Regions from separate parts of the Sus scrofa genome. Here region 2 is linked to region 1. The links are chromatin contacts, called in public promoter capture Hi-C maps. All regions are on one chromosome and are shown on one strand. Each heading gives the region's core, a stretch centred on a gene start, on an enhancer-like site or on the middle of the called end of the contact. The rest is flanking DNA. Distances are from core to core; before and after follow the strand shown. Region 1 holds the start of MARCH6 (membrane associated ring-CH-type finger 6). Region 2 holds the start of CMBL (carboxymethylenebutenolidase homolog).

What was found. Promoter capture Hi-C pulls out the DNA fragments that hold promoters and counts their contacts.
Region 2: a contact with region 1 is called in a promoter capture Hi-C map of liver, with 3 times the contacts expected there. The contact joins the promoter of CMBL here to the promoter of MARCH6 in region 1. A contact is called at or near these places in 2 of 5 promoter capture datasets (both in liver), 5 of 47 Hi-C or Micro-C datasets (heart right ventricle, liver and skeletal muscle) and 2 of 2 datasets of contacts at active chromatin or transcription factors (alveolar macrophages and skeletal muscle).

The regions. Positions count from the first base shown.
Region 1 is chr16:72,125,134-72,132,197 of Sscrofa11.1, reverse strand. It overlaps MARCH6 (membrane associated ring-CH-type finger 6), which reads left to right and starts at 4,388. Exons shown (of 27, transcript NM_001130535.1): 1 at 4,388-4,584. The coding sequence starts at 4,566.
Region 2 is chr16:72,166,108-72,173,437 of Sscrofa11.1, reverse strand. It overlaps CMBL (carboxymethylenebutenolidase homolog), which reads right to left and starts at 2,608. Exons shown (of 6, transcript NM_001244350.1): 1 at 2,471-2,608.

The DNA.
Region 1 (7,064 bases), core at 3,139-5,638:
ATTTTTGTGTGTGTGTCTTTTTTTAGGGCCACACCTGGGCATATGGAGGTTCCCAGGCTAAGGGTCAAATTGCAGCCACAGCATCGCCAGACCAGAGCTGCATCCACGAACTATGAAACTTGCAGCAATGCCCGATCCTTTAACCATGGAGCCAAGTCAGGGATCGAACCTGCATCCTCATGCATACTAGTTGGGTTCTTAACACTCTGAGCCGTAACAGTAATTTTAACTTTAAAAAATGATTTCAGAATAATTTCAAACTCTTGGAAAAGTTGCAAGAACAGTACAAAAACTTCCCATATTGCCTTTACCCAGACTCACCAACTTTTAAGATTTTTCTCCTACACACACACACACACACACACACACACACACACACCACACACACAGAGAGCACACAATTAGTCTTTTTCTTTTTCATCTTTTTTGTCTTTTCTAGGGCCACACCCTTGGCATAAGGAGGTTCCCAGGCTAGGGGTCTAATCTGAGATGTAGCCACCGGCCTACGCCACAGCCACAGCAACTCGGGATCCGAGTAGCATCTGCAACCTACACCACAGCTCACGGCAACGCTGGATCCTTAACCCACTGAGCAAGGCCAGGGATTGAACCCGCAACCTCCTGGTTCCTAGTCAGGTTTATTTCCGCTGCACCACTACGGGAACTCCCGCATATTGCTTTAAATTCCTGCAAGTGAGAAAGGTTAGTTATGAAGTCAGGACGATGTCATGGTTCCTGGTTGGATTCGTTAACCACTGAGCCACGACAGAAACTCCACAATTAGTCTTTTTCCGAACCGTTTGACTATAAGCTTCAGTCCTGATTCTCTGTTACCCCTGAGTACTCCAGAGTGCATTTCCCTAAACAGGGGCCTCCTAAGAAGTCAGGAAGTCAGCACTGGTGCAGCAATACTGTTCAAAGAACTTATTCAAGTTTCAATTTTGTCAATAGTCCTGAAAATGTATTTTTTAGTTTTCAGGTCTAGGATTCTTCCTACATTGCATTTAGTTGTAGTGTCTCTTCGGCCTCCTTCAATCTGGAACAATTCCTCAATCGTTCTGTCTGTCACATCCGGAGAGTTTAAAAGAATACAGGCCTCAAGTTTTGCAGGCTGGTCCTCAGCTGGCCTCCATCCTATGTTTCCTCATGCCCAGACTCAGGCAGGCATTCCTGACTTCGATTTTCTCATTATGTCAGTCTGTCCCATCCCTGTGATGTCAACCTTGATTATCTGCTCACATAGATGTCTTCACTATAAAGCTACTGTTTTTCTTTTTAACTGTTGGAAAATCTTCCAGGATGCTAAAATCCTGTTCCTTGTTGAAATTTTACCCATTCTATTCTCCATTGACAACCCCAGCCTGAACCACTATCAGACTGTAAGTGATTTTCTGTTTTTTCATTTATTTGTGTTTTGTCTTTTGTCTTTTCAGGGCTGCACCCACGTTACGTGAAAATTCCCAGGCTAGGGGTTGAATCTGAGCTGTAGCTGCCAGCCCACACCACAGCCACAGCAATGCTGGATCCAAGCCGCATCTGCAACCTACACCACAGCTCACAGCAATGCCGGATCGTTAACCCACTGAGCAAGACCAAGGATCAAAACTGCATCCTCATGGATACTAGTTGGATTTGTTTCCGATGAGCCACAACAGGAACTCCCAGATCTTCATTCTTTTTTTTTTTTTTTTTTCTTGTCTTTTTGCCTTTTCCGGCCGCTTCTGGAGCATATGGAGGTTCCCGGCTAGGGGTCTAATCGGAGCTGTAGCCGCTGGCCTACGCCAGAGCCACAACAACTCGGGATCCGAGTCGCATCTGTGACCTACACCACAGCTCAAGGCAACGCTGGATCCTTAACTCACTGAGCAAGGCCAGGGATCGAACCCACAGCCTCATGGTTCCTAGTCGGATTCGTTAACCACTGCGCCACGACAGGAACTCCCAGATCTTCATTCTTAACCACAGTCATTTGGTTCAGGGATGGTCACCTAGGTGGACCATTTAACCATCTTTGCCTGGGAATTGTTAACTTGAGACCAGAGACCATCACCCTCAGCCTGTTTGCTGGTGAGGCTGAAAATATGACCTTGAGAGCTCTCAGTGGCCTTGTCTCCAGCCATGCAGAGGAAGCTGATCTGACAGCATGAAACTGCTGTGGGGAGAGAAGCTGAGCTGGGGATGGGGGCAGAGGAGGGATTCTGGCAATCCCTGAGGCCCACTGGACCACTACCCTTGTCACAGTCTGCTCATATCAACAGTACAATCCTCTCTTCTGTCTACCAGCTTAGTTGGTAACCAAGGGATATCTGACTTATGCATCTCAAAGGGCTTGTTGTGAGGACCAATGCCTGGCACACTCTGTAGGGCACTCAGCAAATATTGGTTGATGGCTCTTACATTTAAACTCCAAAGGCTGAATGAGTAGAGGTTGGGGCAATTCTCAATTCTAGTAAGTAACTTTCCTTTGAGCATCATAAAGGAAAACACATGAAGACAAAAGGAGGGATTCCTCCAGCCCCATCACAAACACTCACATCCCTCCAATCCTAACCCAGTTCTACTGCCTAGAGGTTCCTATAGCTGTCCTAAAAGACTACTAGTGTCTCTTTCAAGAAGTCTCACTCCTTCAGAATCCTTCCCCCTTCTGCTCTACAACACCTGAGACTGGGTCTGGTGGTCCTGAATTGTGCCCCTGGTCTAAGCTGAGTGAGAAGTGCTCTGCCACAGGCCCTATAGAGGGCACGAGTGCTTGTCCTGTTGGGTGGGAGGGATGGAGACTGGGGAATGAGCCTCCTTCAGACTCAATTTCTTGGGAGATAATAATAGTCTAAACATATTTAAGGATAAGCTTAAATGTGTTCAGTTCTCAAGGTCAACCCTTGAAATCAGTGGTTCTCCATTATTGTGTCAAGAACTTGAATTCCTTCCTGTCTTGGGTACCATGAGTGACATTGGTCAAATCAGTGACATTAGTCTTCAAGGGCTGCTCTCTTTCTGAAGGATTCTACTTCATTATTTTCATTCTCAGTTTCATTCTGATTGAGGAAGTTCAGAGGTGGGAGATTTTCCCAATTCCTTTCCTCACACGGATAGAAAAGAGATGGCTAGCATTCTTGCATCTATTTCTGCAATTTATCTGCATATTGTTTAAAATATATTTTCTTGGGATTAGAGACATCTTTAGTTCTACTTAGGTAATTCTAAGGTGGTGGCCTTTCTCATCAGTAATTTCTAAATAGTTCTAAATAATTTCTAAATAATTCTAAATAATTCTAAATAATTTCTAAATAATTCTTTGGTGAGGAAAAGTGGTGTACTGAAAGAACGTGCTCAGTCTTTCATAAGGCTGAAGCAATTTAGCCCTGGCCAGGTTAAGTGTCCATAACCCAGTATACCAAGTTCTGTCCCTATCTGAACAGATTTCCCCTAGAGAAGGGTGTTTGTTTCAACCTCCAACCTAAGCAGTTTATTGTAGTTCTTCCAGTCAAATGCAGAACTATGGTAATGATAGGGCCTGACTTTTTCATTTTACTTCCTTTTTGTCTTTTGTCTTTTTAGGGCTGCAGCCGTGGCATACGGAGATTCCCAGACTAGGGGTCCAATGGAAACTCTAGCTGCCGGCCTACGCCACAGCCAAAGGAAATCAGAGCCTCGACTGCAACCTACACCACAGCTCAAGGCAAAGCCAGATCTTAACCCACTCAGCCAGGCCAGGGATCGAATCCCCAACGTCATGGTTACTAGTTGGGTTCATTAACCACTGAGTGACGTCGGGAACTCTGACTTTTTAATTTTATTGGCATTCTAGTACTTCCTCAAAACATGCATCAGAACTGCCCGCGTGCAGAACAAAAATGCATATTCCTGGGCCAGCTCCAGACACGCGGCACCGGAATCTCCGGGCGCGATAGCGCAGAACTCGTATTTCACAAGTCCCAGGTAACAGTTCTTCAGCCCTGGGACCCGTCTTTGTCCTGCACCGCCGCCCGGCCTGCGCTGGGCTAGCCGCCTCGCTGTCAGGCGCTGGCTCACGCTGCTCACTTCCATCGTGTTGTGTCTTCTTTGTTGCTTCCCTCAGTGTTATTAGAGTTCAACTCCTACTAAGGTTTCAGCCTCGCTGCCCCGCGCAACCCTCAGGACAAGGTCCAGGAGGCCCAATGCCCACGACGGCGGCCACCAGCTGCTCGGGCCGGGCCGGGATGGCCCCCCACGGGTACCGCGCACTGAGCGTGCGCGCCTCCGCCGCGGCCGGAAATGACGGCACCTGTCGTTGGGGGCGCTCCGCCCCTTCCGCCTCCATGCCCCGCCCAGGCCTCGCCCCTCTGCTCTCCCCGACCCTCCCCCTCCCCTCTGTCGCCCGCTTTCTGTCAGCCTCTCTCCCTCTCCCTCTTCCCCTCTCTCCTTCCTCTAGCTTCCTCTCTCGCACCTGAGCACAAACACCTGCCCGGGCCCGGCTCCGCTCCCTCCTCCCTCCTCCCCCTCCCTTTTTCCCCGCCCCGGCCGGAAGGCTCCGGCCTCGGCCACAGGAGCTTCGCGGCTGCGTCACCGCCGCCCCCTCAGACAAGATGGACACCGCCGAGGAAGGTAAGTCGGCGGCGCCCGCGCCCTTTCTCCCGCGCCCGGGTTCGGGCTGGGCCCGCGCCCAGTCTGCGGCGCTCCAGGCGGGCCGCGGGGCCCGGGCGGCGCTGGGGGCACCTCGGCTCGGGGCGGAGGCGCGCGGTGACAGCGGGGGACCGGCGCCCGGGCCGTTTGCCCGCCGAGCAGCCCGGCGCGAGGGGCGGCGGGGACAGAAGGTGACCCCTCGGCGCCCCCCGCCGTTTCCCGCCCGCGCGCGTGGAGGGCAGGGCCCCTGCCCGGGCCGGGGGGCGTCGGGGCTGCGGTGGCCGCGGCCGGTGAGACTCCCCACCCCTCCGTCCCGCCAGCCCCGGGGGACGACGCTGTCGTCGCCGCTCAGAGTCTGGGGGCGTTTTCCACACCCTTCCCCCACTCGGTTTTGTCTTTCTTTATATCGTTTTGCCCGTAGCTCTGCGGGCCCGACCCTTTCACGGCAGAACTTCTTTGTTGACTCAAACTTAGCGAAAAATACCCCGCCAGGTGACGGCTGAGTGGAATCAACTGACCCCTATTTAAAAACCTTATCCTCTGCTTGCGAGTCCCGAATTATTTGTTTACTAAACGGGGACGAGGCAGGCCCAACGGGGTTATTCGCAGAAGGGGTGCTCTGTAGAATTCCTTTGTTTCAGTGTGATTTATTTTGTGCTTAATCCCTGACACCAATAAGCCGAGTTTTGTGCGTGTGTTGCTTGGTTGAGTGTGTGTGTGTTTTGGATGTGGCTGTTTTGGATCAAGCTGACTCTTGTAAACTGAATACATACGTGGATACATAACTGAACAGTTGTGACTATTGAAATGCATTTGCTTATCCGCTGACGGTAATTAGGTTGTTTTTTAAGCAGTTTTATCTTTTTAGAGTCTATCGAATAATTTTACTGAGTCCATAGAGGAAATTACTCTCCTGATGCTTGATGTGTAGGATGTCAGTGAAGATAAGATACCTTTCTGCTTCGGGTATATTATGTAGCTGTCTGATAAGCACCTTTCAACCGTATGGATTTTGGTGATTTTAAATGAGGATCTTTGAGGACTGTTGTGGCGTGCAATAATGAGTGACAGGAAGTTTGATACTGTATGTGTAATGAGTGGAGACAATTTATTATTTTTTAAAGAAGTCTTAGTAAGAACTTCAAACTGTAGCCGCATGTTATACTTGAGTTTACAAAGCATATTTACATGCCTTCACATTTGATCTTAGTAAGAGCCCCGTGGAGTAGCGCGGGGGGTATTATAGATGCGGAAGTTCAGGCTGGCTGGCTTCTTTCTTTCTTCAACAGTGACAAGCCAGATCCTTAACCGCTGAGCTTCCTGGGAACTCCCAAGCTTAGTTATTTAAATAACTTGTCTAAGCTTCACATGCTAGTTAAGAGACAGATATGAACCTAGGCCTTCTCATTACAAATAGTTTTCATTATGTCTTAGTTTTTTTATTATATACAGTGAGTGAAGTAATAACCACCGGCGACTCCTTTGGAAAAAAACAGTCAAGTGACACTGCTGAGGAGGTTATTAGGAATTATCTTCTTTTGATAGATGATTCTTGTGTGTAAATTTCCGTCTCCATAGATTTCACATACTTCTGGATTCAGATTTTAATGACTCAATTTAGTAAGGCTTGTGTTTATTTACCACTTGATAATGTACTGGCATGTTTTCCTCCCATTCTTTAAGCCTGTGCACTTAGTGTTTGCATACTAAATGTGTGGTGTGATAGTGGTAATTCAGGAATTGTAGAATCTGAAAGTTTATGTGGAATCATGATGAAAGAAATATATTTTTTTTGTCTTTGACCACAGCATATGGAAGTTCACAGGCCAGGGGTCAAAGTGGTGCAACAGTAGCAACCTAAGCTGCTGCAGTGACAACACAGGGTCCTTAACCCGCTGAGCCACAGGGAACTCCTGAAAGAAATATTTTCTATGTGCTTCTAGTGCACTGTTTTTTTCCTTGTAAAGTTATAATAAGGGTGAGGTATAAATGATATTTACTGTCTTGAATGCTGTTCTTGAAATAACTAAAATTTACTGAGGACTTAATATAGGGCATGTACTTCACTAAATACTTCATAGACATCTCATTTAATTCTCGTAACACTTTTAGGTACACAGCATTCCCTTTTTTACAGATGGAAGAAAGTAAGGGTTAGTATGATTAAGTAACTTGCCCAAAGTCATGCAGGTAACATGTCAAAGGTGAGATTCAGACTCAGTTCTGTCAGACTCCGTGGTTAAATTAGATATTTGTAAGTGGATACCCAGTATCCGATGTTGAGATAATTATGTTTTTGTTGCTTCCTTTGTAAGAAGAATCATATATGTAATTTTTTTGTTTTGTTTTGTCTTTTTAGGGCCGCATCCACAGCATGTGGAGGTTCCCAGGCTAAGGGTCAAATCAGAGTTGTAGCTGCCGGCCTACACCACAGCCGCAACAATGCAGGATGCGACCTACAC
Region 2 (7,330 bases), core at 1,359-3,858, 43 kb before region 1:
GATATAGGTGATAACACAGGTCTTGAATAAGATCTAACTTACCATTTTTTGGTGTGGTTTTTTTCGTTTGCTTGTTTTTTCCTTTTTTATGGCCGCGTCTTCAGCATATCGAAGTGCCTCGGCTAAGAGTGGTATCAGAGTTGTAGCTGCAGGCCTCCACCACAGCCACAGCAACACTGGATCTGAGCCACATCTGTGACCTATGAAGCAGCTTGCAGCAACGATGGATCCTTAACCCACTGAGTGAGGCCAGGGATCAAGCCCACATCCTCACAGACACTCTGTTGGGTTCTTAACCCTCTGAGCCACAACGGGAACACCTGACTTACCATTTCTTAACAAGAGTCACGGATGAGTAATTTTTAATATCCTCCAGCCCTGCTTCACACAGCAAATGCCTTTACAAAATTATAACTCAAGACCCATGGGGACCAAGGATGCATGTTTGATCTGCAAATTCCAAGGGGCTGTTACGCTCTCCCTTCTCTCCTAAGATGTCCCTTCCCGTGGCAACCCTCTACCCCATACGAATTTGTGCTGCTGCTTCTTTGAACCAGTTCTAACATCTGCCTGGTTCCCTCTTTAATGAATAAAATAGTGTCTTTAACACGTGCCCATTTTTATATCTGTAGCAGTGTCATGATTTTGCCTTGCACTGATAATTATCTTTTCTTTTTTTGTCTTTTTATTTTTTTTTTTTTATTTTAGGGCCACACCTGCGGCATATGGAAGTACCCAGGCAAGGGATCTAATAGGAGCTTCTTTGACCTACACCACAGCTCATGGCAACACCAGACCCTTAATTCACTGAGCAAGGCCAGGGATCGAACCTGAGTCCTCATGGATGCTAATCAGGTTTGTTACCACTGAGCCACGGGAAAATTATCTTTTTAAGCGTGTAGTTGAACGACGCTACCCTTTTCTCACTAGAGCTCAGAAGGCAGGAAACGGGTGGTAAAGAACAGGTGAGCTAGCATGGTTTCCTACTTTCATGCCCCCAAAGATTTAATTAACTCAGAAATCACACTTCCCAACGCAATGCAGATCTCCAAGAGAAATAGTGAAAACAGAGATAGATTTTTTTTTTTTTTTTGGTCTTTTTTTTTGCCTTTTCTTGGGCCGCTCCCACGGCATATGGAGGTTCCCAGGCTAGGGGTCCAATCGGAACTGCAGCCATCAGCCTACGCCAGAGCCACAGCAACACGGGATCTGAGCCGCGTCTGCGACCTACACCACAGCTCACGGCAACGCCGGATCCTTAACCCACTGAGCAAGGGCAGGGATCGAACCCGAAACCTCATGGCTCCTAGTCGGATTCGTTAACCACTGCGCCACGACGGGAAATCCAGAGATAGAGATTTTGAGGAGCAAGAGGGATTGGCGTTGATGGGATTGCAACAAGCAAAGAAACCTAGGGCTAAAGCCTGGCAGCAATTTAGAAATGGAAACACCTGTAAGGGCATCAGAAGCAACAATGAGAGATAATACAGGACAGAAGGTGGCCACGGGAAGGCTGGGTGCTTTTCATTTCCTGGGTAAACACTGTCGTTGGCACAGCAATTGACCTTCAATCTTGCATCAGAGAAGGCAAGACCCTCCTTATCCTTAGATGGGTTTAGGAACATCAGCTCCTCAGATTATTTTTATTTTTCAGTAGTCAAGGTTGTGTTCTCCTTAGGGTACGGGGCCTTGATAGCAGTAATTAGAAAGCCAGATGGGATGAAGATAGATTGGCCCATGAACTTGCCAATCACGCGGCTGCCTTTGGCCTTTTCTCGGACTGTTGGGCTCGCTTCTGACCACCTTACTTTAAATGGGCTTTGAAAACAACAGGTGGCATTTCCATCAGCAAGTAACCCTAAATCCCAATGCCCCGTGTTAGCAAGGCCCGTGGAGGCCACAGCTTCGCCTCCTGACCCACATGGCTGAGTGGGAAACTTACAGTCTTTCCTGGCAATGAGTACGCCTCATCCAGGACACCACACCCCTAGACCCGGCACCTCTTCTCCTAATAGCCATCCTTAATACATGCTGCAAAGCGTGGAGAACTATCTGGATGCGGATATGCTCATTTCCCCCCCATACTTTTATGTTAGTAGTAAGAACTACACAACCAAAATGTTCAACTCTAAAAAAATAGTTACTCAAAAGTAGTGGCCCAGAGGAAAGGCTGGTGACATTGTGTTAGGTGTAAAAAAGGAATACAGGTTTATATACCGTATGATTTAAACGCTGTTCTTAAAATGTACTGCTCAACAGTACAGGAAACTATGCCAAAGGGGGGGTGGCAGGGGTTGCTTTTCTGCGATGACAATGTACTGTTTTGAGAAAAGCAGGTGTTGAAAATGGATTTTGGCAGGTCCATTACCTGTGCACATGGCAAAGACTTCCTTTGCCTCCTGCAACCGCCCGCGCAAGTTAAACCAGAGCGGACCTGCAGCGCGGTCCTGGGCGGGCGAATCGCACGTACCTCTTCCCGCCGCCTGAAGACCGCTGTCCACTCGCGCGGAGGAGGCCGGACCGGAGGCGACAGCGCTGCAACCCCGCGGGACCCAGGGGTGACGGTCAGGGGCGAGCCGAGGGGGAGGCGCCTCCTTCCGGGGCGGAAGTGGACGCGGTGACGGAGGGCGGCAGGATCTCGGCGGGCCAGTGGCCGTCCGGGATTCCCAGCACCGCCCCCCACCCCGGCCCCCGCCTCCAGGGGCGGGGCGGGGGGGGGCTGGAACTAGAGTGGAGGGGCGGGGAGGGGAGGCCGGGAGGGGAGGGGAAGGGAGGGGAAGGGAGGGAAAGGGAGGGGAGGGGAAGGGAGGGGAGGGGAGGGGAGGGGAGGAGAAGGGAGGGGAGTGAGCGGGAAGGAGGGGCCAGGAGGATCAAGACCGCCAGCGGGGAGATTTACGTGTCCGCCTAACTCCTGAGACCTCTGGAACTTTTTTTCTCTCTCTCTCTCTCTCTCTTTTTTTTTTTTTTTTTTTGTCTTTTTGGCTTTTCTAGGGCCGCACCCGCGGCATATGGGGGTTCCCAAGCTAGGGGTCGAATCGGAGCTGTATACCCTGGCCTATGCCAGAGCCACGGCAATGCCATATCCGAGGTGCGTCTGCGACCTACACCACAGCTCACGGCAACACCAGATCCTTAACCCACTGAGCAAGGCCAGGGATCGAACCCGCAACCTCATGATTCCTAGTGAGATTCGTTAACCACTGCGCCACTACGGGAACTCCTGGAACTTCTTTACTGTACATCAAAACCAGGCTTTTTAAAAAATAAATGATTACATATTCGTACTTGACCTCCCCCACTAACGCACACTCCATGTTTTGTCTGGTCACCTGACAAAGATTGGGATAACCGGTTCACTGGCCACCGAGGAAGGCTGAGAAAGTAAACAGGAAAAAGCGTTGATTGGAAAAATCAGTAACGGTGGGAAAACAGCCACTTCCTGATACCACAAGAATTTAATTCAAAATCTTAGGACCCAAGAGCTAGAGCCTTGTAAATTAAGATCCTTCTGATTGGAAAAGGTGTGATTTCAGATTGAGGATGACTTTTTTTTTTTTTTTTTTTTTTGTCTTTTTGCCTTTTCTTGGGCCGCTCCCACGGCATATGGAGGTTTCCAGGTTAGGGGTCGAATCGGAGCTGTAGCCACCGGCCTATGCCACAGCCACAGCAAGGAGGGATCCAAGCTGCGCCTGCAACCTACACCACAGCTCACGGCAACGCCGGATCCTTAACCCACTGAGCAAGGTCGGGGATCGAACCCACAACCTCATGGCTCCTAATCGGATTCGTTAACCACTGCACCACAACGGAACTCCGACCTTTTTCTTAAGAGGTCTTTTCTGCAGAGAGATGACAATAAGATAAAAAGACTAGGGCGGAGTTCCCATTGTGGCGCAGTGGTTAACGAACCCGTCTAGTATACATGAGGACACAGGTTTGATCCCTGGCCTCGCTCAGTGGGTCAAGGCTCTAGAGAGAGCAGTGAGCTTTGGTGTACGTCACAGATGCAGCTGGGACCCCACATTGCTGAGGCTTGTGGTGTAGGCTGGCAGCTACAGCTCCTATTCAATCCATAGCCTGGAAACCTCCACATGCCACAGGTGCGACCCTAAAAAGACAAAAAAAAAAAAAAAAAAAGGAAAAAGACTAGGCACAAAAGTAAGGTTTGTGAGACAATCTGATTTGCTACAATGTAATTTTCAGGAAAAAGGTAAAATCTTGATGCACACAGGTGTGAAAATGACACCTGTTGAAAGTTGTATAATACTCATTAATTACTGAGAAAAGCAGGCAGATGTTAAAACTAGTTCAAAAAAACATTTTAAAAAGTGTATACATGGGAGTTCCCATTGTGGCTCGCGGAAACGAATCTGACTAGTATCCGGGAGGACGCAGTTTCAATCCCTGGTCTCCCTCAGTGTGTTAAGGCGTTGCAGTGAGCTGTGGTGTAGGTCACAGAGGCGGCTAGGATCTTGTGTTCCTGTGGCATAGGCTTGCGGCTACAGCTCCAATTCGACTCCTAGCCTGAAAACCTCCATATGCTGCAGGTACAGCCCTAAAAAAAAAGACCAAAAAAAAAAGGGCACACGTGTATGGAGTAAAGGAGTGTTGAAAGGAAAATGCAGACACACAAGCTGGTTTTTTCCCCCACAGGATTGGGAAGGAGGGCAATTCAACCTCATCAGACAGGACAGAATTTTCTTGTCTATCACTTACCTCCAACTTACAGAATTGTAAAATAGTTCCCAGATATTGAAAGACAAGTATCAGATAGTCTGCAGGGTGAACCTCTAGACAAGCATAGGTTTCCATGGAAACATGAAATTGTTTCCGTGACACTGTTTTTAAGCATCTTCCAGCATCTTGGTATCACTATTTACATGGAAAGACTAGATGTGACTAAATACACATCCTTTCTCTCTATTTGCTAAATTTAGCGCTCCAAGCATCATTACTAACTCCTTTATTAACACATTAATATGAGAGATGTCATGTTTGCAGCTGTATGTCTTGCCAAAATGTGCCAGCCCAGTGTTAAGTATATGCATGCACCTAAAAGTAATTTTTTTTTTTTTTGTCTTTTTGCCATTTCTTGGGTCGCTCCTACAGCATATGGAGGTTCCCAGGCTAGGGGTCTAATTGGAGCTGTAGCCACTGGCCTACGCCAGAGCCACAGCAACATGAGATCTGAGCCACATCTGCAACCTACACCACGGCTCACGGCAATAACAGATCCTTAATCCTCTGAGCAAGGCCAGGGATCGAACCTGCAACCTCATGGTTCTTAGTCGGATTTGTTAACCACTGCGCCACGACGGGAACTCCCAAAAGTAATTTTTTTTTTTTTTTGTCTTTTTAGGGCCATACCACAGCATATGGAAGTTCCCAGACTAGGGGTCAAATCAGAGCTATAGCTGCTGGCCTGCACCAAAACCACAGCAACGTGGGATCTGAGCCTAGTCTGCACCCTGCAACACACTCACAGCATCGCTGGATCCTTAACCCACTGAGCGAGGCCAGGGATCAAACCCACATCCTCATGAATACTAGTCTGTTTCATTACTGCTGAGCCACGACGGGAACTCCAAAGGTTTTTTTTAAAGTTACCTCCAGATTAGTCTCTCTCTCTCTCTCTTTTTTTTTTTTTTGGCCGCACCTGCAGCATGCAGAAGTTCCCTGGCCAGGGTTCAAACCCATGCCACAGCAGTAATCAGAGCCACAGCAGTGACAATTCCAAATCCTTAACCCACTGAACTACCAGGGAACTCCTGGATCAGTCTCAACTGGCAAAGTTGTGCCGTTGATTCAAATTTTACAAGACAGCTCTGTATTATGAAATACACTTCTGCCACAACATTCAAAAACAAATTATGGAGTTCCCGTCGTGGCTCAGGAGTTAACGAATCCGACCAGGAACCATGAGGTTGCAGGTTTGATCCCTGGCGTCGCTCTCTGGATTAAGGATCCGGCGTTGCCATGAGCTGTGGTGTAGGTCGCAGACGAGGCTCAGATCCCAAGTTGCTGTGGCTGTGGTGTAGGCTGGCAGCTGTAGCTCTGATTAGACCTCTAGCATGGGAACCTCCATATGCCACGAGTGCAGTCCTAAAAAGACAAAAAGACAAAAAAAAAAAAAAAAAAAAGCAAAAACAAGTTATACCTACTGTTTTCTCATTTTTCTGAAACTATCTCTCAGACCCCTTCTCTGTGTCGTAACTTGCACTGTCCACTGGAGTCTGGCGAGACTCTTCCTTGTCCTGCCCCTTCCTCCCAGTGGGTTTCCCTCTTTGGGGAGAGGGCCACCTCTCCCTTTTCATTTATGCAAATCCTTTGCTGCTTTTAGATTTTTTCTCCCTGAAGCTGGCTTAAGTGCTGCAACTCTTTTGATTGTCCCTAATCTGCACTCCTAAAAACAATTCCTTTGGCATTTGGTACTGTGAACTGGGTCACTGGATCATGGAGCATCTTCTCATTGATGAAAACCTTGCTCTCACAAGTGTAGTGACCTGAGGTTCCTCAAGATGTAGGCTGTGAGCTTTCGTCCCTTAAAACCTCTGAGCAGGGGAGTTTCCTGGTAGCACAGCAGTTAAGGACTTGTCACCTCGGTGGCTCAGGTTATTACTGTGGCACGGGTTTGATCTTTGGTCCAGCATGAACTTCCACATGCTGCAGAAGCGGCCAAAAAAAAAAAAAAAAAAAAAAAAAAAACCAAAACAAACAAAAACACCTGTGCACAATGAGTGGCCTCCTATTCCCCATCTCCTTGCATTAAACCGAAAATGAATCTCTTTCCTTTTTCTCCTTCTTTTTCTTTTTTTTCCATTTTTGACTGCCCCTGGGCATATGGATTTTCCAAGCCAGGGATCCGATCTGAGCCACAGTTGCAAGCTAGGCCACAGCTGCGGCAATGCTGCATCCTTAGCTCACTGTGCTGCTGGGCTGGGCTGGGATGGAACATGTGTCCCAGCGCTCCCAAGAGGCCACCAATCCCATCGCACCATAGCAGGAACTCTGCATCTCTTTTCTTTAGACTCGGTTTCCTTAACTATAAAACGACGGATTAAACTAGATCTGGTTCTCAAAACTTAGCACCCATCAGAATCCCTGGAGTGTTTGTTAAACTGCAGAGTGCTGGACTCCAAACACAGAGCCTCTCATTCAGGAGGTTCAGGGGGGTGGACCACAGGAATCTGCAGGTCCAACAAGATTCTGGGTGATGACGCTGGAGCTCCTGGTCCAAGGACCACGCTTTGAGAATGACAATGACCAGCAAACCCACTGGGCTGAGCATCACAATCACTCAGGGGGAGTTTCCCTTGTGGCTCCATGGGCT